Linked DNA regions of Ovis aries: region 1 is linked to region 2. The links are chromatin contacts, called in public Hi-C maps. All regions are on one chromosome and are shown on one strand. Each heading gives the region's core, a stretch centred on a gene start, on an enhancer-like site or on the middle of the called end of the contact. The rest is flanking DNA. Distances are from core to core; before and after follow the strand shown. Region 1 holds the start of FBXO11 (F-box protein 11). Region 2 has its middle 39 kb from the start of TRNAC-GCA.

Region 1 (5,140 bases), core at 1,482-3,981, 220 kb before region 2:
TTATTACCCTAGAATTTCAACCCAATGCCATTGCTTTAAAAAAAAAAATTAGTCAACTGTATTACATATAGTGTCAATTCTGAGACTTTATTATTTGAATGAAACAGGAGAACCCTGATATGCAAATACAAAAGGAAATGATGAAACTGTACTTTTAATTAACAAAAAAACCCCTGTAAATGTATCAAAGAAGTATTAAAACACATTTACCAGTAATGTAGCACAAGACCTCTAACTGGCTTGAAAGATCACATTCTTTCAAGCAACGTATAGCTTTCACAAGGACTTCTGTAACAGTAACCAGTGAAAACCGTTTAAACTATTTTTCAATTATCATCTCCCTCTTTCATTTGTTCGGTATTTTGATCATGCACAACAAAGAAACAATTTTTAAGGAAAGAATGTATAATTTTCAAAAGGCATTTAATCTTAATTCCCTCAGCCAAAGGAGGTGTGACAACCAACGCACGTAAAATTAACCTTAATCCGCCAACGAAAACACGCAAAATGTCTCCTAACAATTCCCCTCCTCCTTAAAACAACAACCGTACACATAAATATGGTATTGACCTCCACCTCCACTGAGAGTAGCTGATTAATAAACAGAATAGTTAAATTTGGAGATCAAGGTGCAACACCCCATCTCCGAAACCTCCCCGAATAACATCATCAAAGTAGAACTGAACATTAATTTTGCTAAAGCAAGAATCCAACCCCCGGGAGCCTCAGCCCTTAGACAATGGTGGTTACCAGACAGAGCTGCACAGTTGGGTCCAAATGACACATTTCACTAGGCCCTGGACACAACACACACAGGCACAAACACACGCACTCTCTCTCACAAGGGGCCAATTCTAAGGAAGGGGCGTTCAAATCCCACTGGGAGACGGAGGGGCAGCATGGTGGCGTGGGGGTATGCTAGGGGAGGACAAGCGAGAGGGGAGTCGATAGAGCGGAAGGGTAACTGCACCTCACGCGAGGGAGGGGGCTGGAAATGGCCGATGGATTCTATATTTATTTATTTAAAGGTCTTAATTTAACGGGTCCTTCCCAGGGGTTCTGTAACTAAAGCCAAACTGCGCAGCAAACATTATGAGGTTGGGAGAAGAGTCGCCGCTCCCCCTACCCCGTGACTCGGGGGGGGGGGGGCGGGTGAAACAAGTTCCCCGGCCAACACCACCGACCACTCCAACTCCCCCTCTCCCCTCCTCCACAGGAAGGGGGAGGCTAACAGAGAAAAGGGGGAAAAACAAGTTCCCCAGCCAGCCCTAACCACCCGATCACTCCCAGTTGTCCCCCCCATCTTCCATTAGAAACAGGAGACCAACCCGTGGAAGGCAGCCGAAAAAGGAGAGATCCCACCCTTCGCCTTCCCCCCACCCACCAACATACTCCTGCGGGGTCCGTAAGCGAGCTCGAAAAACAGAGGGATGGGTCGAGGGGAGAGGGTGTCGAGCCCCCGAAACCAAACAAAGCGCGGCCTGAGCTAAGAGCCCAGGCGAGTCGGGAAGCCGCGGCTTTTCCTGCCGGCCGGGGCCCGGGCTGAGCTGACACTGCGGCACCGGGGGACCCGCCTCCGCTCTGCCTCCCTTCTCCCACCCTCCAGGCGCACAAGCCGCCCCCGCCCGCCCCGGCCTCCCTCCCCGCGGGTCCCGCCGGCCGGGCGCCCGAGCCGGCGGGCGGCGGGGAAGGAGCGCGGCCTTACCCCGCTCGCCGGCGTTGTTCCGCTCCTGGGGCAGCGGCGGAGGCGGCGGTGGCGGCGGCGGAGGCTGTTGCTGCTGCTGCTGCGGCGGCGGCGGAGGCTGCTGCTGCGGCGGCTGCTGCTGGGGCGGCTGCGGCGGCGGCTGCTGCGGGGGCTGCTGCTGCTGTTGCTGCACCGGGCGCGGCCGCGACACTCGCCTGGGTCTCCGGTTGGCGGCTCGGACGGAGTTCATTTGCCGGGCTGAGGTGGCGGCGTTGGCGGAGGGACACACACACACACACACACACACACACACACGCACACGCACCGCGAGCTCCGGGGCGGGAGAAGGGGGTGGGGAGAGGGGGGAGGAAGGAAAGGGGGCGAGGGGAAGGGGAGATGGTAAGGGCGGAGGGGCGAGCGGGACCCCGAGTCAAGAGAAAGGCCCGCGGAGACAGACAGAGACCGAGCGAGGCCAGGCGGGCGGGCCTGACGCACGGGCAAGGCCGAGGCCGCCGGGCGGGGCGGCCGCGAGGGACGGAGACAGAAAGACGGGCAGAGCGAGAGAAAGAAAGAAAGGGCGTCCGCCCGCCTGGGGATCCTGAGGCGAAGCGCGGCGTCGGCGGCTGAGGACACAGACCCTGGTCCCGCCGACTCCCGAGCGGCGTCTCCGGCGGCGGGGGGAGTGGGCGGGCGGGTGAGGAAGGGAGAAGGAGGAGAAGAGAGGGAGAGAAGGGAGGGAGGGAGCAGGGGGCGCCTGGCTCTTTTTTTTTTTTTCTCTTCCTCCCCCCCACACCCCCTGAAAGAGATTTCTGAGAGGAATTTTTTCTCTCTTTCTTCGGCCTCTTCTCTCTCCTCCCCCCCTTCTCTCCTGGGCGAAGGGGAAATGAGTGTGAAGGGAGGAGATAGGGGGAAAAAGAGGCGTCGTCGTTCCTCCTCCTTAAAGGAGCCTTTCCTCCTCCTCCTCCTCAGCCCCGTCGCCGCTGCTTCTGCTGCTGCTCCGTGGCAGGAGGAGCCATTGACACCGCCGGAGCCACCACTCGCCCAGTCGGTCCCTCCCCGCCGCGGGGCTGGCCAGGGGCGCGGGGGAGGGCCGTGGAGCGGCGGGGGGAGGGGCAAATGGGCGGGGAAGAAGAGGGGCGGGGATTCCGGCCAAGGAGCCAACGGGAGGCGCTCATACAACCTTTGGGCCAATGGGACCTCTGCTCTTATCGCCAAGTCCCTTCCTTCAACGCCCTGTTTCCTCTCTCGGGTTTCCTCCCTCCCCCGCTAAGGAGGTGGGGGAAGGAGGAGAGGGGGAGTGTGGTGGGGCGGGTGATAATGGGGAGGTATCAGGGCATATAATAGAGCGGGGGGTGGATGAAGAGATCGCTAGTGCGTAGCGACGATTCTAGGAGAGGAGGTGCTCGGAGGAAAGGGCGGGGGCTGCTGATGTAATGGGGAGAAGTGATTAATCCTTCGGTTCGCCGTTTCAACCTCTCCCCGCTCCCGCCCCCATCCGATTTTTTAAGCGGAAAAGTAGAGCGAGGTAGCCAATCTTTGATAACTGGGGTTTTTTTGTGGTAGGTAGGTTCAAACTCTGAGCTGTAGGGAGCGCTAGAGATTCTGTACCCTTTAGTTCAGCTGAGGGTATTTGCTAAACCTTGAAGATCCACTTTACCGAGCTTTGAGCTCGGGAACCGAAGTTAGAAGTCGGTTCCTACTTGTAGTCTAAAAGGAGTTATCTAAATCTTGAAAAGATTGTGATCAATAGGGAATAGACCTTTGGTCAGTTTACTTATTGAAGACGCGGACTCTATAACGTTTGGGGAAATAATAGGTGAGAAAAGAGAAGTAAATGTGTTGAGGTGGTGATTGTTTATGTGATAAACGTTTTAATTTTTTAATTTTATTTTTTTTTAGATCTCAGAAACTCAGAGGAAAAGAAAAGCCCCAAGGGGAATTATCTTTTGTGTCTGTATCTGGTCCCCTCGAGATAATCTCTCCCCAGGGAAAACGTGTTTTAATTCCCTCGCTGCTGTTGTGATGACTGAAAAAGTATCCTTTCTCGGTTCTTTGGCTCTCTTTTGTTTATCACTTTATGGAAATGGTAAAACTAGCAATTTACCTGATTTTCGATCTTAGGTGATTTCTTTCTCATTTCAGTTTGACCAGGTGCTCTATCTTAGGTTTGAGATGGATGACTAAGTGGTTACAAAGTACAATAAGAGAAGCAGGGGTAAGAGCCGGGTAGTGTGTGTTTTGGGAGCGGAGAGGAACAGTGAGAACCACTGTTGTGTCGGGTGTTTGAGTCTCTGACTTGATGTATGCCTCTGGGCAAAATGCTTTACGTTTCTAGCTTTCAGGGTTCCCTCCCTTTCAATAAGAATTTACTTTGAATTACATAATACTGTTTTTAATTTTAAAACATTCTCTGATTTTGGGATGAGCTCTCTTTGGTCCTGACAATGGAGAAACTTAGATCTAAGTTTCCTTCTCAAGAAAAATATCGAGGAGGGAGGCTTACAATGAAGAACTGCAAATGTTTATGGTGGTTAGCAAGGTACAAATGGGTACAGTTTTATATTTGGTTCAAATAAATGTAGCAGGAAAAAAGGAAAACTACACGCTATTGTACATATTATAAGTGGATCCATAACTCTTTATTTTTTCTAAAACTTTACTTTTTTCCAGCATGCATTTATTGGTTTCTTCTGTGTATGTATTGCTATGTAAGGTGCTATGGGAGATAGCAAAAAATAAAATAAATTGCAAAATATGGGACATAGTTTGTATTTTTTTTATGGTAGTTGATTTAGTTAATTCAGATGTACAGAGAAAACATAGCTTATTCTCTGTAGCTTATCCTTCTTGAGTCCCCATGTTATCCCTTTTCTTTTATAGGTAAGTACTGAATCTTACAGATTTCCCCACTTCCCTGTCATCCAAGATACACATGGGAGTTGAGGGATTTTGTGTAAAGTGTACATAGACGGAATGTCGCATCTTCAATATCCTAGATTTCCAAGTTGTAATTAATAAACTTGGAATGATAGTTCTCTGGCCATGTGGCAGTAAGATGCCTTATTTTAACAAAACCAGTATATTATGATAATTTTCTGATAGGTGGAAGTAAAATGCCTTGATAGTGCCTTTTTCTAATTCACACAGTAACTAGTGGGCTGGTAGAAGCCTGTGGTATGGGAAGGTCAGCAGGACATCAAGGGAAAGCCCTGAGCCACGCATGCCAGTCCTTGTGTTGTCCTTTACTTGTGGAGTGTCTGGTGTAGTCCGAAAGCAGAACTGCTAGCCTCAGAGATGGAACTGCTCCCTCTGTCCTTTCGAGAAGTTGTGCTGCTTCCGCACTGAACCATATGCCTTATACACTGCAACTTCTGTCCTGACCCCAGGCCTCCGCAGGTCCACTGATTCTCATGATGCCATTCCATCTTCTCACTGAAACGTGGGAACTTCTGGTTT
Region 2 (5,192 bases), core at 1,714-4,213:
CCCCTATCCCTGGGATTCTCGAGGCAAGAACACTGGAGTGGGTTGCCATTTCCTTCTCCAATGCATGAAAGTGAAAAGTGAAAGTGAAGTCGCTCAGTCGTGTCCGACTCTTAGCGATCCCATGGACTGGAGCCCACCAGACTCCTCCGTCCATGGGATTTTCCAGGCAAGAACACTGGAGTGGGGTGCCATTGCCTTCTCCAGGGCCAACCTAATGGGCTTAATATAAAAGCAATCAATTGAACATCCATCTACTTTGTTCCCAATTTCTGGTCAGCTTTGTGGGAGATATAATACAAGGGAAAGATAAAGTCCTTTTTGTTCAATGATCTGACAACCTAATTTTGGAAACAATAAAAATACATGAAATGAGCTATAGAGGTTGTGCAGGACCGAAAGGTAGCTACACACCTGTTAAAGGAAGCAAATTTAGGAGCTTGCAAAATTCTGTCAGCCCCGATCTTCTCAAATTCCTTCACAGCCAGCCTACCAGGAAAGGGGTGTGCTTGTCATCAAGACACAGATGCCTTAACATGTGCAAATTCAAATTTACTTGAAAGCGGTACAAAAAGGGAAATATTGGAAATCAGAGTCTTGTGTCAAATAGAAATGAGTATAAACATTCACCAAAAGATAGTAATATATGCTAGACCACTTACTTAGAGGAATCAAAATCACTCAGGGGCATAAAATAGAATGATGGCTGCTAGGGGCTGGAGGGGGAAATGGAGAATTCATAGCATAGAATTTCAGTATTATATGATGAAAAAAGCTATGGAGATGGATGGTAGTGATGGTTGCACAAAATTATGTATTTATTAACTACTGAACTACATGCTACCTGGTCAAGATGATGGGCGTTAATTACACTTATTGTGGTAATCATTTTGCAATAAATACAAATATTGGATCATTATGTTGCCCATCTGAAACTATAATGCTATATGTCAATTACATCTTAATTTTGAGAAATGGTTAAGGTGGTAAATTTTATATGTATTTTACCACAATAAAAAATACTGGGAAAAAAATAGCTACTAGGAAGTTCAGAGAAGTACTGTTTATAATACTCGCCCCCAAATGGCCAACAATTGTAGAATGGATAAATTGTTGTATAGTTACACAGTGGAATTCCTTACAGTAAATAGAATAAACAAACTATTGTTGCTACTGTGAAACATGATGTTTAATGAGAGAAGCTAGATACGAAAGAGTACATATTATATGATTTCATTTATTTTAAGTGTAATATGCTGCTGCTGCTGCTAAGTTGCTTCAGTCGTGTCCGACTCTGTGTGACCCCATAGATGACAGCCTACTAGGCTCCCCTGTCCCTGGGATTCTCCAGGCAAGAACACTGGAGTGGGTTGCCATTTCCTTCTCCAATGTATGAAAGTGAAAAGTGAAAGTGAAGTCGCTCAGTCATGCCTGACTTTTAGCGACCCCATGGACTGCAGACTACCAGGCTCCTCCATCCATGGGATTTTCCAGGCAAGAGTACTGGAGTGGGGTGCCATTGCCTTCTCCAAGTGTAATATAAAAATAGGCAAAAACTAACTTGGCTCTTTTACAAGTGGGGCTGGTGTGCACCCTGGTGGGAGTAGGGGAGGTGAGGCGCTGGAGGAGGGAGGAGGGCTCTAGGATACTGGCTGTATTTGGTTCTCAGTCTGGGTATTGGATGTTGGCCTGAAAATTCAACGGGCTGTACACTGATGTCCACTTTGTAGGATGTCAATTACACCTCAAGAAAAGTTAATACAGTAAGAAACTTTAAAATAAAAAATTAGTTCCTATATAACCCCTACTTTATTTTACAGATGTGGAAATTGAGGCTCAGAAAGGTTAAATGAAGTCACACGGTCACATGGTTGTCAAGAAACAGAAATGAAAATGACCAAGGTGTGGGGGCTGCAAGTTTTGCTCACTTTCGCCTATACCTCAGAGTAATTGCTTGTTGTTTCCCGAGGAGAGTTCACAAGTTTCAGTTTGTGCTGTTTTTCAAGGGCAGAGTGGGAGTGCGGAATGCGAACCGGGGCAGAGGAAGCAGACTCCCAAGCAATACACGCAAAGCACCTAGCCTAGAGCCTGGCGCATGGAAGAACCTTTATAAATGCTGTGTCCTCCCCCGCTACCCCTTGCCTTTGCAGGGTAATGAAATGGAGAGAATGTCGAGGAGCGCTGGTGGCGCTGGAGCGGACAGTGCTCACCTCAGGACAAAGTGACCAGACTGGAGCCTGTCCCTGTCCATGGGAGAACCAAGCTCTGCTGCAGGTGGGTATGTGGAAGGAGGGCTTCAGAGTTAGGCTCAAATTCCCTGCTGTTTGTAGGGCAAGTGAGAAGTAAGATCAGGAAGCGGGGGTAGAGACGCAGTTTGGGAAGGGGAATTCGTGTCATCTGAGCAGGGCAGAATGAATGCATTGACTCCTGCTTGGACACAAGACGACCCTGCACTCTGAGGTCCTCAGCACTCTTAGAAACCTGTGTTTCTAAGGTCTGGAAACCAGTGTCGTGCCTTTAGTGATTCCCAGGTGGCTCAGAGTTAAAGAATCTGCCTGCCAATGGAGGAGACAGGGGAGACGCCGGTTCAATCCCTGGGTCAGGAAGATCCACCTGGAGGAGAAAATGGCAACCCACTCCAGTATTCTTGTGGGAAAATCCCATAGACAGAGGAGCACGGTGGGCTACAGACCGTGGGATCGCTAAGAGCCGAACACAATTGAGCGCCCGCGCAAACACACACACGAATACGCTCAGGCACACACGCACACATTGTTCTTTTAGCCAGAGGGGCAGCAAAGGTTTTCCCTCCAAGCGTCCCTACCAGTCATGGATTTCACATCATGACAGCGCCACCTAGTGGCTTCTTGTGGAAGTCCATCCCGCCCCCCTCACTATTGGCTCTGGGAGTGAGGGGAGGAGTTTGGAAAGGTTCCAAACACTGCCCTTTACACACGGCTTCCAGGAGTCCCTGATCGCTACGCTGCCAGTTCTGAACAACTCAGCCCTTAATCACATCCTGTCCTGAGTTGCCCTCTGTTTCATGTGTAATCATTTAAAATCATTTTGTCTATTCAGTTAGACTAAGGTTTTGAGGCTAGGGCTATTTGAATCAGATCGCTTTAGATTTGGATGGGAATTTAGTATCCTCTCATCTGACCCACACGTTTTTCAGACAGGAAAGGAAGATGTTTGAGGGGTGAAGGGAATTGCCCAGCAACTTAAAAATGAGGTTTGGACCAGAGCCCAGAGGTCTGAAGACTCCCAGATCAGAAAGTACTATGATGTTTCTTTGTTTCACCCTTAGGGCTTGCATACAGTAGGCACCTGGCGCAAATAGGTGCTCCACAGATCCTGCCTGCCTGACTGTTGTTCTCACAACCCTATTTGAAAAATGAAGTGAGTTTTCAGTTGTCATCTGGGCCAGCGCCCAGTTTTGTGCTTCTTGGGAGTTCTGATCAATTAAAGTGGTCACCCTACCCGTAGCAAGACACTGCCTTGTCTGTATAAGGCACACAGTGTAGGTTCAAGGGAAAAGCAGATGAAGAGGAGACACACACTTTAAAGCAGATGTCCCAATCCCACATCCATTCAGACCACACAGGTTCGTGGGTTCTAACTCAAGGCTTCCCAAACTTTGGTGTGCATCCAAAATCTCCCAGGAATCTTGTTAAAACACATACTCTGATTCTGTAGGTCTAGAGTGGAAGCCAAGATTCTGCATTTCTACCAAGACCCTGGATGTTGTTGATGCTGCCCTTTGAGGAGCAAGGAGCAAGGATGCTCTGGACCCCCATCTGGTCCAGGGTGTCTTAGAGTGCCAGAAGCCCATATTGAGCCTCTCCTTCCACTCAGCCCTGATGCAGTCCCTCAGACTTCAGACCTTGACTTCAAGGAAAAAGGAAAGGGCTGAAGCAACTGTGAGCACCGGGACCCCTGGGTGCGTTGTTTCAAGTTCCTTTCCTATCCCATGGCCCACTCCTCCCAAAGACCCTGCCTTCCGACAATCTGAAGAGGAAGGCAAGGTTGAACCACAGCAAGACATTGAACAGGAAGCTGGGGGTGGACCTGCTGTTGACATGCCCCACGGTTTTCCTGAGGATCAGGCCTCCTTGGTTGCCACTTTATGTCTGGGTGCTATGGCATCCCTGGGAGCCACAGAGTTCTCTTTTTAATATAGAAGATACTTTAATTTACATAGTTTAATTATAAACTATATTATAGATTACACATATTTTCATTTTTAGTATTCTTTTGCTACCACTAAACACACTCCAAAAAATTCATTAATGTTAAAGAAAGAAAGGAAATTAGAATTTACTGAGCTACTATTAATGCTCTATACTATTAATACCAATACTGTGGTGAATATTTTCATGCACATTATTTCACTCCTCACAATGCCCCTGTTTGCATAGGTGTTATCACTCTATCTTACAGATGAGGATGCTGAAGCTCAAGGAGGTTGGATAACTTATCCAGGACCACCTAGCAGTGATAGGAGCCCAGATAAATTTGATTGAAAAGTTTCTTTTTATTATAATGATAGTAAATACTAATATTTGCATTGTGTTAAACCATGGACCAGACACTACTCTAAGCACATACATTAACTCATACAATCTTCACATCAACTTATGAGGCAGGTAACTATAATTACTCCCATTTTACAGATGAAGAAAGGGAGGCACAGATAGGCCAAATTTCTTGCCCAAGTTCATACAGCTAATAAGTGATGGTGCCGGGATATCAATTCAGGCAGCCTGACTCCAGAGTAGTACTCTCAAATAATGCTGCTTATTGCCTGTCAGTTTCCTATCAATTTCTTAAATCTCACAATTGAGTGGAAGTCACAGCCCCCATTGTTATGTTGCCCTTTTATTATTCAGTGTATACTGTACTGTCTGGAAAAATTCCCACTTACCACACTAATAAGGACCAACATATTTTTTTCAAATAGGATTGTCTAGGGCTTTGGACCCTCTTTGTATATGATGAAGGCTGGGATTTCCTTGGAGAACCCTTTTCCCTATTGGCTGGAAGTTGAAAGAGTCAGAGTTTGGGGAGTTATATGCTTCCCAGATGGCACTAGTGGTAAAGAACCCGCCTGCCAATGCAAGAGACAAGAGACTCAGATTCGACCCCTGGCTCTGGAAGATCCCCTGGAGGAGGGCATGGCAATCCACTCCAGTATT

Evidence for each region. A called contact is a pair of places that touch in the nucleus more often than the background predicts.
Region 1: a Hi-C map of tail adipose tissue shows a contact between it and region 2, with 9 times the contacts expected there. The contact joins the promoter of FBXO11 here to the enhancer-like site in region 2. A contact is called at or near these places in 5 of 16 Hi-C or Micro-C datasets (blood, liver, omental adipose tissue and 1 more).

Annotation. Positions count from the first base shown.
Region 1 is chr3:76,549,031-76,554,170 of ARS-UI_Ramb_v3.0, reverse strand. FBXO11 (F-box protein 11) reads right to left here and starts at 2,731. Exons shown (of 23, transcript XM_042246209.2): 1 at 1,706-2,731. The coding sequence starts at 1,934. It overlaps LOC114113604 (a long non-coding RNA gene), which reads left to right and starts at 3,052. Exons shown (of 2, transcript XR_003588508.3): 1 at 3,052-3,500; 2 at 3,584-5,140.
Region 2 is chr3:76,326,617-76,331,808 of ARS-UI_Ramb_v3.0, reverse strand. No RefSeq gene overlaps it. Among named protein-coding and RNA genes, the nearest start is that of TRNAC-GCA, 39 kb to the right of the region's middle. Within about 2 kb of position 2,963, at least 31 of the 54 cell types and tissues checked have an H3K27ac peak or open chromatin away from gene starts, as enhancers often do. A contact at or near this core is called in tail adipose tissue, where this site is marked.